2 separate regions of the Macaca mulatta genome follow, and region 2 is linked to region 1. Evidence: chromatin contacts called from public Hi-C data. All regions are on one chromosome and are shown on one strand. Each heading gives the region's core, a stretch centred on a gene start, on an enhancer-like site or on the middle of the called end of the contact. The rest is flanking DNA. Distances are from core to core; before and after follow the strand shown. Region 1 holds the start of UBE2B (ubiquitin conjugating enzyme E2 B). Region 2 holds the start of JADE2 (jade family PHD finger 2).

What was found. A called contact is a pair of places that touch in the nucleus more often than the background predicts.
Region 2: a Hi-C map of blood shows a contact between it and region 1, with 5 times the contacts expected there. The contact joins the promoter of JADE2 here to the promoter of UBE2B in region 1. A contact is called at or near these places in 2 of 14 Hi-C or Micro-C datasets (blood and liver).

The regions. Positions count from the first base shown.
Region 1 is chr6:143,286,969-143,294,037 of T2T-MMU8v2.0, forward strand. UBE2B (ubiquitin conjugating enzyme E2 B) reads left to right here and starts at 4,559. Exons shown (of 6, transcript NM_001194433.3): 1 at 4,559-5,024. The coding sequence starts at 4,981. It overlaps CDKL3 (cyclin dependent kinase like 3), which reads right to left and starts at 4,885. Exons shown (of 11, transcript XM_078005208.1): 1 at 4,781-4,885.
Region 2 is chr6:143,437,071-143,444,452 of T2T-MMU8v2.0, forward strand. JADE2 (jade family PHD finger 2) reads left to right here and starts at 4,088. Exons shown (of 12, transcript XM_015140936.3): 1 at 4,088-4,461. LOC144341290 reads right to left here. Exons shown (of 5, transcript XM_078004368.1): 4 at 7,284-7,382; 5 at 6,320-6,752. The coding sequence ends at 6,412.

The DNA of each region.
Region 1 (7,069 bases), core at 3,309-5,808:
AAGGGTTTCATACATCTCCATTTTCAAGCTGGGCTTTTACTACTTTATAGAAATAAAGAAAGAAAATGGAAAATGTTAAACGTTTATACTTTTATTTATTCAAACTAGATAATGTATATGCACAATAAACTCATAGTTTAAAATATAGAGACATTAAAAAAAAAAAAAAGGAATCTTTTCCACTGAGCCTTTTTGTCTTTGGGAACCAAAGACTGCTTGAGTAAAGTGTCCTTCTGAGGCTCCAACTCTCACCAGAACTTACGGGTACTCCTGCTGTTTCGGTCATGCCCATCAACACTGAGATTACTTCACTATAAGTCACCATCATCAAGCATGGAGTCCCCACACTTCCTGTCATGTTCCTGTCAAATAATAGGTTCCCGCACTACTGCAGTCGCCCGCTTATCAGGCCCAAGGTCCTAAAAAAAGCCTGATCCCGCCCGCAACTCAAACCAGACGTCTTAGGATGCCGGACCGGCGTCACGCCCCACGTCCCGCTGTCGACTTTATCCAAAGAGCCGCCGCCTCAGCCCATTCTGTGGTCCCGCTGGCCTGGCTCTGCGTAGTTCCAGTGGGGCTACGGAACTCTGATACTACTTCGTTGCTTAGCCCCGCAAAGATCAGGCCACTCGCTACCATGGAAACGCCAGCAGAGTTGCTGCGTTCTAGCCCTCGTGCGCAAGACCGGAACATGGGCAGGGTCCTGACCCGGAAGGGGAAGTGAGAAGAAACGGAAACCTGCTCTGGGTAGGCAGAGGGTGGAAGAGTGCTGCGCTTGGGAATGGGGGCGGGGAGTACAGGTCGCTGTCACAGCTGAGCCTCCTCACAACGTTGCTTTTGAATGGGGATAGGGAGGGTCTGCCTTTTTTTGTTGTTTGCTTTTTTGAGAGAATTGTGCAGTGGCGCCGATCTCGGCTCACTGCAACCTCCTTCTCCCGGGTTCAAGTGACTTTCCTGCCTCATCCTCCCGAGAAGCTGGGATTACAGGCGTGCGCCACCACGCCCGGCTTTGTATATTTAGTAGAGACCGGGTTTCTACTATGTTGGCCAGGCTGGTCTCGAATTCCTGACCTCAGGTGATCCGCCTGCCTCAGGCTTCCAAAGTGCTGGGATTACACGCTTAAGCCACCGCGCCCGGTCAAGATGGTTCTTAAAAACTTTTCTTGAACACCTGCCATACGCCTTTAAATTTTTTCCAACTGCTGTTTTTTAAAGGAAAAAAACTCCCTCACCACGTGTCAAACTCTAGGGAAGCAAGTAATTCGAAGGGTTCCACCATATACGAAATGATGTACAAGAGCGCAGAAATAAAGAGGCCAGTGTTTAACTGCTTAAGTAGACATAGAGTTCAGCTGGAGTGACAGTCCCTAATGAATAACCACCGTATCACTAGAGCAAGTGCCTAGGGAGTGCTTTCTTTATTGAATAGGGCTTTCTTTGCTTTTTTTCTATAAAATGAGTTAAATGTAAAAAGCGAAATCTCGCCATGCTTCCACTAAATAAGAGAAAAGGCAATACTTAATAAATTCTAGTCCGGTGGGTACCGCCCCAGCATGCATATTTAAATCACACTTGGAGAGCTTTTAGAAAGCAACTCCCAACTCCCACATCCACACCCCCGCCCCAACACCAGAGAGCCTGACTTAATTGAGATAGGGTAAATAAATTAGTATGTTTGAAGCTTCTCAAGTTTTCTATGCTGCTACGGTTTATATTGAGAGAAAGGAGAAGTGGTCATCGTTTTCACTGATCACCTAAAATATTCAGAATTGTCTTATTTGAAAGTTATTCAGCAGGATGCGGTGGCTCACGCCTGTAATTGAACACTGTGGGAGGCCGAGGCGGGCGGATCACGAGGTCAAGAGATGGAGACCATCCTGGCTAACACGGTGAAACCCTGTCTCTACTAAAAAATACAAAAAATTAGCCGGGCGCGGTTGTGGGCGCCAGTAGTCCCAGCTACTCAGGAGACTGAGGCAGGAGAATGGTGTGAATCCGGGAGGCGGAGCTTGCAGTGAGCCGAGATCGCCCCACTGCACTCCAGCCTGGGTGACAGTGAGACTCCGTCTCAAAAAAAAAAAAAAAAAAAAGAGAATGTTATTCAACCACAATATAAAACACCTTCTATAAATAAGAATGTCATAGTAAATCTTATAGTGGGTTCAAACTTCGTGTAAGCATATTATTTGCTGTGGGCAAAATATTTGCAAGGAGGCTGCGCACAGTGGCTCACACCTGTAATCCGAGGGAAGCCAAGGTGGGCAAATCACTTGAGCCCAGGAGTTCCAGACCAGCCTGAGCAACAGGGCAAAACCCCGTCTCTACAAAAAATTAGCCGGGTGTGGTGGTGCACACCTGTGCTCCTTGGGCAACTGAAGGAGAATTGCTTGAGCCTGGAAGGTCAAGGCTGCAGTGAGCCCTCTTCACACCACTGCACTCCAGCCTGGGTGACAGAGCAAGACTCTGTCTCAAAAAATAAAAAAACATTGCCCAGGACAAAGATGAACCAAACTCAGTCCCTGCCCTCAATGAACTCATAATCCAGAGCTACAGAATTGATAACAGCATACAATTAATAGCTTTAAAATTATTCCTTCTACAAGTAGGTTATGGCAGGCCTGGTTAACCAGAACAGCCAGTGATTCTTGCTAATACACAGCTGTAAGACTTTATGATGCACATGCACTGAATTAGTTAAAAGTGTTAATTCATTTTGGAAAATTTAAACTGTTTCCGAAACAATTATAAATCCCTGTAGTCACGGAATTCCTAAATTCCATTGCCTCCAGTTCCCATCTTTAGGACTTTGTTGGTGCGTCAGGAGGACTCAGCACTTTTGTATCCATTCTTCAGCTCAACAAGGAAAGGGAGGTAGGAGAAGGACCTCAGCATTGCCCTAATCTTGCCCATAGTTCCATGGAACCAGAAAGGGTTAACTTTTCCCACTTTCCTTGTACCTCCCTTTTTTCAAACCCTGAATTCTGTCTCTGCTTTCAGTGACTGCCTAGACTGATAAATTATAAGGGTTTTTTGGTTGTTGCAGGGTTTGAGACAGGGTCTCAGTGGCATGATGATGGCTTACTGCAGCTCAAACGATTCTTCTGCCTCAGCCTCCTGAGTTGCTGGGGCTACTCGTGTGCACAGAGACAGGATCTCCTATGTTGCCCAGGCTGGTCTTCAACTCCTGGCCTCCCAAAGTGTTAGGATTACAGGCATGAGCTAATGCCCCAGCTCATGAGGGATATTTTTAAGATATAGTTTCTATTTACCATTTTTCTCCATGTAACCCTGCCTGTGTGTCTTCCTCCTTTGCTATTGGAAGGGTTAGGACTGCAATGGCAGAAAAGCAAAAACATTAAGAATATTCAGCTTTTAACTTAGAAAACACATTGTGAATGTCTAACAGGACCTATCAAGAGTTAGGCCTGGCTAACTTGATCACTAAGGCAGTCACTGGAAGCTGAGAGAATTCAGGGTTTGAAGAAAGAGGTACAAGGAAAGTCGGAAAAGTTAACTCTGCTTCCATAGAACTAGGGGCAAGGTTGAGGCAATGCTAAGGTCCTCATTCCACCCTCCCTTTACCTGTTGAACCGAACAATTCCCCAAATGGATACAAAAGTACTCAGAGTCCTTAGTATAACAAAGTCCTGAAAGTAGGAATTAGCAGCAATACAGGGAAAGACAGTAACTACAAAAAATATTCAAGGTCTGTGGGAGGTCAACACCTCTGAACCCCCTGGTGGTGGGGGGGCACTTCTCGCCCATTTGCACCTTTCTTGCTAGTGTAAAAAACCTGAAGTTGTCTCAGGCTGGATAGATAACCCTCACTCAGGTCTGCTGGAGCTCTCCCCCACATATGAATCATATTTGTAGGTTTCTTTGACAACCAACCACTCATTGATATGCTTGGAAGACTGCACCCCCACATTCTTAAAAATACAATGGTACTCCCCCCCATAGGCAAGTCCCCGGACTCTGACACATATCTTCAATTGAAAGCAGACCCAGAAAGGAAAAACTGCATAATACACCATCCTTTAATGTTTGCCCAGAATTTCCAATACTAGAAACCCCACTGCAAAGCAGAAAGACTATTTGGTAGCTTCAAGGAACCATTTCAGGAGATTGTTGTGTGGCCCTCAGTATTCAATGCTGCCTTAGAAGATCTTGCGATCCTCTCTCTTCTTGCCCCAAGTACCAGAGTTCATAAGCCACTGAACCAACCAGAGGGGAGTTATTTTTGGTCCCGGTTTAAAGAAAACAAAACAAGCTGTTGATCCTCCCACGACCTCTTGGGTAATGTCTCTATACCTGTGATAAACCGAAAACAACTAATAAAGGTGTATCCAGCCCTCACCCTCTTAGACCCGCTTCACAGACCTGGCCGAAACTCACATCCAGGCGAGGCTCTCACGTGACCCGTTCTAAACGCGTCACAGGGACACGTGGTTCTAGATACTTCTCCCCCTCCCCCTCAGGGGTGGATTGTTGACAAGGCCGCGGGCAGTCACGTGATCTTACATCATCCCACCTCCTTTCCCTGAAATCCCTGGCCCGGATACGTCCTTCTTTCTCCACCCCGCCGAGCCTAAACTAGAGACGGGGAGGCAGACAGGATAGTGTGTCGGTTTCGTGGTCTCTGAATCCACAACCTCTAGTCTGAACACAGAGAACACAAATTTGTCGATCACTTCAGGAAGCCCAGGAAGAACCACGCCCCGCTGAAGGGCTCAGGGAACGCGCGCTCCCCCGTCCCGCCCCCTCCTCCCCCAGCACTCACTCTGTGGTAGCGGCGGAGGGCGGAGGGATCCGGAGGCGGCGGAGGGAGACGTCATTGCAGGGTTGTTTGTCAGTCTTGGCGGCGGCGGCGGCGGCGGCGGCGGCAGCGGCGATCCACAGTGATTCGGCCGCCGCGCCGGGGGGTGGGGGGGCTGCGCGGGACTCTTTTCTTTCAGACTGACCGCGGGGCAGCTGCGGAGCATGTCGACCCCGGCCCGAAGGAGGCTTATGCGGGATTTCAAGCGGTAAGGGCCTTCAGCTTCGCATAGATGACGGCCTCTCAAAGCTGCGGGGCTGCAGGGCGTGGATCCCGGACACCTTCCCCTTGTGACCCTCAGAGGGTCGGCTGTGGGCCCAGGGGGACTGGCGGAAGCCGGGTCCTACCTCGGCCCCTACTCTCCTTATCCTTGCCGCTCGCTCTGGCGCCCGAAGAAATTTCGATACTGCTTCCCCTCCCCCCAAAAAGTAAAACGATGTCGATCGACTGGTCTAGGGTTCCCCGCTGCCCATTTCGGCCAGCTGCCCGGGGTCTCGTCCAGGGGATCAGACGGGGATCAGACATCATCCTCCCGCCCCTGCACCCTGCGGAGACCCTTTCTTGTCCCCTCAAAGTGAGCTCCCGCGGGAGCTTGTTCTTCTCCGGCAGCACCAGTCAGCTTTGTTTCAAGGCCCCTCAGTCTTCTCCGAGGAGCCGGGTTGGGGTGAACCTCCCCAGCCCCCCACCCCCGCCAGTCCTTTCCATTTCTGCCGTGAGGGTGGGGTCCAGTGCGTGAGGCTCGGAGGTTAACCCATCCCCCGAAACCCGACTCTGTCCCCGCCCGCCTGAAAAGACCTTGGGAACTGACTTAGAGATCTGGGACCTTAGAGCTGGCCACCCCGGCTGCCAGTGCCTTCTGGAACTCAGATCTGGCTGGTGAAGAAAGCCCTATCTATAGCCTCCCGAGTCTGGAAAAATGCCTTCCCTTAGACTGGCGCTAATTTGATACTCCCTGGGCCTTCTTTGGTAAATAAAATAGGGTTTTGTTAGGAGGTATTGGGGTTGTGAGGAAGAAAATGATTATTCCGTTAGTTTACCTTTTATTGGATACTTAGAGACGTAGAAAAAACAAAATAACGTAGAAAAAACAAAATAAGTGAGAAAACATTTTGATATTCTGCACATTTTTCTTAAAATTTTTTCTGGGGACACCTACCCTAATTGAACAAAATAGCATAAAAACATAGATTTGTCGCTCAGGAAGTCACCTCTCAGCTATTATAAAGCCTATGTGAGGCATTTGGATTTGGCCAACTTATTTAATTCATTCGTAGCTTCTCTTAGCCATTTAAAGGTAGGCGTCAAGCAGTGCAGTTCTTCTAAGGCTTCTGTTTGTGGTGGCCTAATTTGCTTGAGATTGACTAAAAACCTTTTTTTTTATGTGGACTAGTTGCAAATTATGATGCCCCATGAAAACAACTCCATATGTATTTGTGAGTGTGTATAATGTAGCATTTTTAAATTGAGGTTACAGTCTCTGAAAGGAGATGCCCTTTTTGGTGCAAAAGTCATTTTTCTAAAGCTTGAAATCAGTGTATCTGATTAGCACTCATGACTAAAATTCAGATAGTAAACTAGTTCATGTCATTGTCGCCCTGGCTCCTTACTGTAATGCTCTGCTTAATTCTGAGTTGAATACATGGCACCTTTTGTAGTTTTCCAGAGATCTATAGGTTACAAGAATTTGACTATGACGAATGTGGGAAAGCCTTGTATTGAGTCTCCTGATTTGAGAGGTAGATTTGATGTTAGTGCAGAGCCTTTAAAATAGGGACTGGCGGAAAACCTACTGATTACTTTTTAAAGCCATTGCTGTTTGAAGCAAAAGGGATAGAGTAAATCTGCTGCCTAATACTAGTTTCCTAGTTAAATTTAATGTGTTTTCAGTCATTTCGTGTTTACACTGAGGTTTGCTTTTTTTTTTTTTTCTTGTAGCCATTTTGCAGAAGTAGCCGTGGTTAGGATACACAGTCTTTGCATGTTTAGAGCAGCAAAATCAATGGTTCTGTAAAAATATTACTTGCTTTTGAGGTTTTAAACTTTTTTTGGTATAAGAGGACAGTCTATATACATCAATTCTTGAAGAGATACTCTTGATAATATTGAAAGAGGGATGATTCTCAAGCCCTTCGGATTTTTAGGTAATTTGGAGAGGTATTTAATAAGTATATATACCTGGTTAATATATCTAAGTCATATGGTTCATTTTAGTTCACAATAACAAGGAAATGGAGTTAGTCTGTGTCTCAAAAT
Region 2 (7,382 bases), core at 2,838-5,337, 150 kb after region 1:
CTCAGTATTTGTAGCATCCATTACCATGCCTAGTACATAGAAGATCCTCAACAAAAGCTGTTTGAATTAAATTTCTACAGGTACATAGTTATTCATCTCTATACACATTCACAGATAAATCTATACAGAGGACATCTCATTTTCAGCTAGCATCTGAGAACAAGTTGTGACAACTAGAAATCTTCCCTCTCTATCTCGAACTATTTCAATCAAGCTTTTGCTAGCATTACTCCATTGACATGGCTCTTGTCAAGGACACCAGTAACCTCCATGTTGATGAATCCAATGATCAATTCTCAGCCTCCAGCTTGTCTGACCCCTCCACAGCTTTGGACATAAGGCTTTCCTCCCTCCTGAAACTCTCTCTCACTTCCTTTGGCTTCCAGGATATTCCTCCTACCTCTTTGAATGCTTTTTTTTTTTTTTTTAAACAACATTAACAACACTTTTTTTTTTTTTTTTGAGACGGAGTCTCGCTCTGTCACCCAGGCTGGAGTACAGTGGCCGGATCTCAGCTCACTGCAAGCTCCGCCTCCCGGGTTTACGCCATTCTCCGGCCTCAGCCTCCCGAGTAGCTGGGACTACAGGCGCCCGCCACCTCGCCCAGCTAGTTTTTTGTATTTCTTAATAGAGACGGGGTTTCACCGTGTTAGCCAGGATGGTCTCGATCTCCTGACCTCGTGATCCGCCCATCTCGGCCTCCCAAAGTGCTGGGATTACAGGCTTGAGCCACCGCGCCCGGCCAACAACACTTTTGCTGATTCCTCCTCATCTTCCAGACCTCTTCACCCTGCAGTGCTGAAGGGCACCATCCTTGAGCCCCTTCTCTTTCTATGTTCACTTAGTTGATGATCTCAAATTTAAATACCATCCATATGCTCACTGACCACTCTCAAATGACATCTTCAGCCCAGACCTCACCCCTGAGCTGAGGCTTCATGTCTAGCTGCCTGTCAATGGCTGCACTTGAATGTCTAATAGGCATCTCAAGCTTCATATGTCCAACACTGAGCTCCTAATCCCCTAAAACCTACTCCTTCCAGTTTCCTCCATCTCAGTTAATGACAACTCCATCTTTCCATTGGTTCAAGGTAAAACACTTATCACTGTCCTTGATTTCTTTCTTTTTCTCTCACACCATCAGCAAATTCTGTCAGAGCTACCTTCAAAACATAGATGACCGCTTTCCACCACTTCAATTGCTACCGCTCTGGTCCAATCATCTCTCACCTGGTTTATTCAGGTGGTCTCCTAATTGGCCTTCCTGCTTCAGCTTTGCCTCTTTAATCTGTTCTCCATGTAACAGCCAAGAGACCTGTTAAACCCAGGGTCAGATCATGTCAGTGATGCTCAAAACTCTCCTTATCACTCCAGCAAAAGGCAACTTCCTAACAACAACCTACAAGGCCCTATATAATCTCTTTCATTTACATATTAAGCACATTCCTGCCTCAGAGGCATTGCACTTGCTGGTCTCTAGAGACCTTGGTTCTTAACCTTTTTTGTGCATGTGCCATGGACTATTTTGGCAGTCTGTGACACCTGTGGACTCCTTCCGAGTAGAGTATCTTTAAATCCATAAAATAAGTTCCACAAATTATAAAGAAAACCAATTGTATTGAAATACAACTCTCAAAATATTCAAACGTATATATGTGCTTCTCTATTAATTCATTAAATTACAAGAGCTAGCACCATGATTTTGGAGTAGTGATGAGTAAAATGATATTTTTTTCAATAAATTACTCATGAAGTGTAGTATTTTAAGATATTTGCAACAATTCTAGTGATATGAAAATATCTGTGATTTCTACCAGCAATAATGTCACAGGTGTTGGTAATATCACTGACTTGTTATCTGTATTCATAATTGACGAACATGCTACATTTTAATTAGTGAAAATAAAGTTGTAATTTTTTTCTCATCTAAGGTCAAGGATTCTCTGAATTCTATCCACAGACCCATGGAGAGGAAAGTCTGTGGTCTCCAGGTTAAGAACAGCTGGCTTCTCTTCCCCCATGTACATACACACATACTCCCACATACAGTTCACTTCTTTACCTCCTTTTCTCAAAGACTGTCTTCTCGGTGAGAACTTCCCTATTTTATTTAAAACTGCACTCCCACATTGTGTATCACCCTTTCCTACTTAAGAGTTTCTCCACAGCACTTAATCACTTTCAAGCATAATATATATTTTTATATTTTGGAGTTTAGAATAAAATCATGTCCAATTTTAATAACCTGCTCACTCTAGCAGCTAACATTTTTACCTTTCTTTTTTTTTTTTTAAGTTCTGGGATACATGTGCAGGATGTGCAGGTTTGTTACATAGGTAAGCATGTGCCGTGGTGGTTTTGCTGCACAGATCATCCCATCACCTGGGTATTAAGCCCAGCATGCATTAGCTATTTTTTCTGATGCTCTCCCTGCCCCACCCCTCATTTGTTTATTTTATTTATTTACTTATTTGTGTGTGTGTGTGTGCTGTGTCCCCAACACCAAGAATGGTGCCTGGCATACGGGAGGCTTGTTGAGAAAAACGAAGGATTACATCTCAAGAACTCTGTTTCTTCTCATTTCTTTCCTGTAAAAAGTTAATGAATGATTACATCCAAAGTAGAGATTGTGGAAAAAGGGGGAAAAAAAAAGTTAATGAATGATTTGTGAGACTTTTAATAAAGATTAAGGAGTTACAATTAGCTTTATCGTTATCATTCTGTTAAAGCTTCCAAGGTTAACCTTAAACAGCAGCACAGAGCTGTGGGAATCCAAGGGTTTTGATAGTCCTAAGCAAGAGGTATTTTCAAGGGCTCATTAGAAGGCCTGGGTCTCACCCCAAGTCAGGGAACCACCTCAGAAGCAAAGTGCCGCTCATAAAATTCTTCTTGCCAAGACAGCAGTCAGATCCCCCCATCCCCAATCAAACCAATAATAGTAATACTTTTTCTTTCTGGCAGTGTGGTAAAATAGAAACCACGTAGGTCTCAAGGTCAGCTAGACCTAGGAGCCAATTCTGCCAGCACTTACTAGCCGTATGGCTGCGGTAAGTTACTAAACCTTTCTGAACAGGTAAGAAGGGGTTTGCGGGAGGATGAGATGGAATAGCTTACAAAATCACCAGTACACGGCAGGTGCACTTTAAATGGTCACCCCTTCCTCATTCATCTCTGGAGGTCATCTCTTTAGACTGCACCACTGTAAACTGGTACCCTCACTCCCACCCCAGAATGGACACCTGGACCTTGACCATCAAGCTTCAGAGAACAATTTCACCCTTCCAAGAAAAACCCCACTTAGGTACCAGGCAAAGTGCTAATGAGCACTATGCACCCTGTGCCAGCTGCTGCTTTACACATACCACATGTATATGTACATACATACATATATGTATATGTGCACACATGGCCTCAGCAACCCTCCAACCACCCCATTCTACCCAAAAGGAAAAAGAGATTCAGGGAGATGAATTCACTTGCCCACATCACACAACTTCCAAAATGCAAAGCCAGGATTAGAACCTAAGTATTTAACCATTTTGTTGCACACTCCAAGTCTGCAACACCTGTTTCCAGGCTCTGAACTTGGCTAGGGAAAAATCCCACCAATTGACCACTGAGAGCCACAGCCAGGTCTACTTGGGAGGTAATACCCAGACCATCCCCTTGCCAGACAATTATCCTCAGACTTTGTGAATGAAGGCCAAGGAAGAGGAAATGTTGCAGTGACTCTGAGCTCATATTTCTTTCTTGTTGCAAAAACTGCTTATTTCAGCATCCATCATCTCCCTCTTTGTTGGGTAGACAATCCGCCCTGTCAAAGGATTTGTGCTGTTATTATGAGTTTGTTTATTATTAGATTTATTTCTCCTATAAGCAAATGTGTTCACAACATTCCATCGGGGAATCTTCTTAATTGTCACATAAATGTCATCTTATGTAAATTGAATATTTATCTTCCCATGGAAGGGGGTGGAGGGGTAAGGAAGAATAAACAATCTTCAGTCTTGGAGAGGGAAGGCAAGTCTGGTGTCCATTCAAAACTCACCCACATGCCTTCAAAGCCAAAGGTGAGCTGAAAAATTATTGGATAATCTTTGAGGGGCAGCCGAGCATGAGGGGGAAGAAAAAGTTGGCCACGATGCTTTGGGGATGTTGGGCCAGGCTCCCCACAACCTCCTCCCGAGGCCACACCACCCCCTCCCCAGTCAGAGGCATTCCGAGGAGGTTGAAGCCTGACCCCCGATTCCTCCCCGACCAGGAGGCCAGTCCTTCTCCTTCCTCGAGAGAAGGTGAACTCGGCGGGCGCAGCGGGTTGGGTGGGTGTGGCCCGCGGCTCCGGGAACAGACCCAAGGCCCCGCCACCGCCGGCTAGCAGCCCGAGAGCCCGCCCGCCTGGCGAGCGCAGGCTCTTCTTCCAGAAACTGCGAGGATCCGAGCGCACTGTTTGTGCACCACAAGGTCAAGTCGGGAAGTGGAGCCGGAGGAGGAGGGGCGAGGAGACGAAGGGTGGGGAGAGGGGCGCCCCGCTTCCTCGCCATGTGCCAGCCTTTGGAAGTTACCCCTCGGTTTTTAACCCTTTCGGGGTAATGGGAAGGAAGAGCAAGGAGGAAGGGGTCGCCCCGGGGCAAAATCCTACTGGGGCCAGGATGTGCAACCAGCCACCCACCCACCCATCACTGCCTTCTCCACCCCCCGGAAATGCGGGGCAGCGCTAGGCGCCAGGAGGCAGTCGGGAGGGGGGAGGGGGCGACGAGCCCAATGGGGACCCTCTCTACGGACCGCCCCTCTTTTCTTGAGGTCGCCTACAATTTCAAGTTACCCCGCCCGGAATGTTAGTTTTCCATTTGGAGTGGGTGCGGGGAGGAGGGCCGCGCCCCCTCCCCAAGACTCGCGTGCGCCCCTCCACTCCCCTCCTGCCAGCACTTTCTGCTCACTTCTGGCGCTGCAAAACGCCACGCGATTTATTCGATTCGCATTTTAAAACCAGCGATTCAGAAGCAGGGCCTAGGGCGAGGGTCTTCCAGCGCTGGAGGGCCCCGGGGGGCGGGGTGCTCAGTGCAAACCTCGTTCCCTCCGCGAGTGTCGCCTCCAGGCTGTTATTTGCAAAGAAACGTCTTTTTGACGCAGGGAGAAATGGCAAATTTTAAGTACGTCATTAATATGGCGCCAAAAGATTTTTTTAAGTATAAGCTTGCTTTTTTTTTTTTTTTTTTTTAAGGTTGCGGGGGGCGCCGCCCGGGTCTGGGGCGCGTAGGGGGCGGGGTGTGAGCAGAAAGTGTGAGTGAAAGAGTGGAGGGGCGGGGTATGTGTGTGAGTGTGTGAAGTGTGAGCAGACCTGATGGGACTTGCACGGGCGCAGCCGCCGCTCGGGCCCGGCCCTGGGGACAGGGCGGGCTGGGGGCGCCCCAGAGTCCATAGGGAGTCCGGGCCCAGGGTGCCGCCAGGCGTGGTGGTGGGGGCGGTGAGGCAGGGCACCCTCCCCCCACGGGGCCCGCAACGCTACCTGGACTCCCCGCCGGAGCCAAACAACTGGGCGGGGGGGTGGGGGGCGGCGACGGGGGTGTCGGGAACGGAGATCCGAGTGAATAAGAAAAAAGTGGCTACTCCCCCTCCCTCGCTCCTCCTGCCCGCCCCCACCCCACCCCCACCCCAACACATTTTTTTTTTTTCTAAAGAGATCACAAGGAAGTCTTGGTTTAAAAAGAAACAGAAACATACACAGGGGGTTGGTGAATGGTGCCGACCGCGGCCATCGCAGTTGGAGGCTATTTTTTGGGGGGGTGAGTAGCGTCCATGGAGTTACTTTGCGCCCACTCCTAGCGGCACCGGCTCAGGTCCGGCGGGCCGACAGTCCCCGGCGGGGGGCGTGGGGCCGGGGACGCCGCGGGCCCGGCCGCCTCCCTCGCCGCGACCCCGGATGGATGCGCGCCCCCCGCCCTCCCGCGCCGGCCCCAGGAGCTCCCGGCTTCGGGAGCATCCTTCCCGCGCCGGTCCCTGCAGCGGCGCGTAGCCGAGGGCAGCGCCAGTCAGGGGGGCACCGCGAAGCAAGGTAAGATCCAGCCCCCGGCGGATGGGCCCTGCGCATCTCCACGACGTTATTTGGTGTTTTTGCAACAGATCTGCCAGCGCTCTTCGCTCCCTCGCTCTCTCTTGCTCGCTCGCTCCCTCTCTCTCCTGCTGGCTGCCTGTTCTAGGAAGCCAGCGCGGAGGGGGGGGGGGGATGCACAGCACAGGGGAGAGAGATTGCGCATGTTGGTCAGTCGTGTTTTAAAGAGTACAGTGCGGGGAGGCTGAGAGGGGCGCATGCAACAACAACTTTTGGAAGGGTGAGCTTGGCGACCTTCTTTATTAATGACTGCGGCAAAGCGCCCCCGGGCCGGCGAGGGGGCGCGGGCGGGCGGGGGCGCGTCAGGGCTGCAACTTGCCCCGCGGGCTCCGGTCGGGCGTAGGGGCTGCGGCGGGAGATGGGTACGGTGGGGAGGTCGAGCAGCCGGGGCGGGGGCTCTGAGAACCTGGAGCTCTCTGCCCTCCTGTCTCCCCGAGTTTCATTTTGTTGATACGCAGCACGTCCGGGCGCCGAACCGGGCTGAGCCGGTGCACATGACCTCGCGCTGGGCTCACGTGCAGCCGGTCCGGTCCCAGGCACCTTCCGGGGGCCACCGCCTCCGCCCTGTCGCCCCCTCTCCGGGCCCGGTGCACGCGGGTGCTGCACGCGGGGGCAGCATGCTCGGCTCCTGGGGTTGGAGGCTCTGCACAAATTAGACAGTTTTTTTTGGAGGGGCGGGGGACACCCTTTACAGGTGAGTGTGGAGGGTGCGGAGCCTCGGCGCCAGGGGTGAGGACTGGGGTCGGGGGCAGCCTCCACCTCCGGGGCCGCGCGGGAGTCCAGCTGGGGAGAGGCGCTGGGAGAGTGGAAATGTACCGGCGGCGGCCGGAGCGGCGGGTGCGCGCCCGCGGGGCGACGGCAGGGGGCGTGGCCCTTGTTTACCTTCTCCCAACTCTGCCGGTTCGCGTCCCGCTTCAGGGACGGATCCGCAGTCCCCTGCCCTCTGCCTCGGGCCCTGCACCCTGGGTGGTACCAGGAAGATGCCGGCTTGTGGCGGACCCCGTTTGGGACGCATACACCTGACTCTCAAATGAGTGACATTGCAGCCCCCGCCCCCACCAAGCGCTGCTGCAGTCCCTCTGCCGGATCCCCGGCCCCGCCCCGCCCCCGGCAGTGGCATCTTCCCGGCCTCACCTCCTTCCTCCCTCTCCCTCCCTTCTTCCCACCCACTCGCCTGCGCCTGCGGAGCGGCGCCCGCCCGCCTCTTCCCCGCCTGGGTGCAGACTTGTGGCTCCCCATGGTTTCTTCCCGCCCATCCCTGGGTCCTGAGACA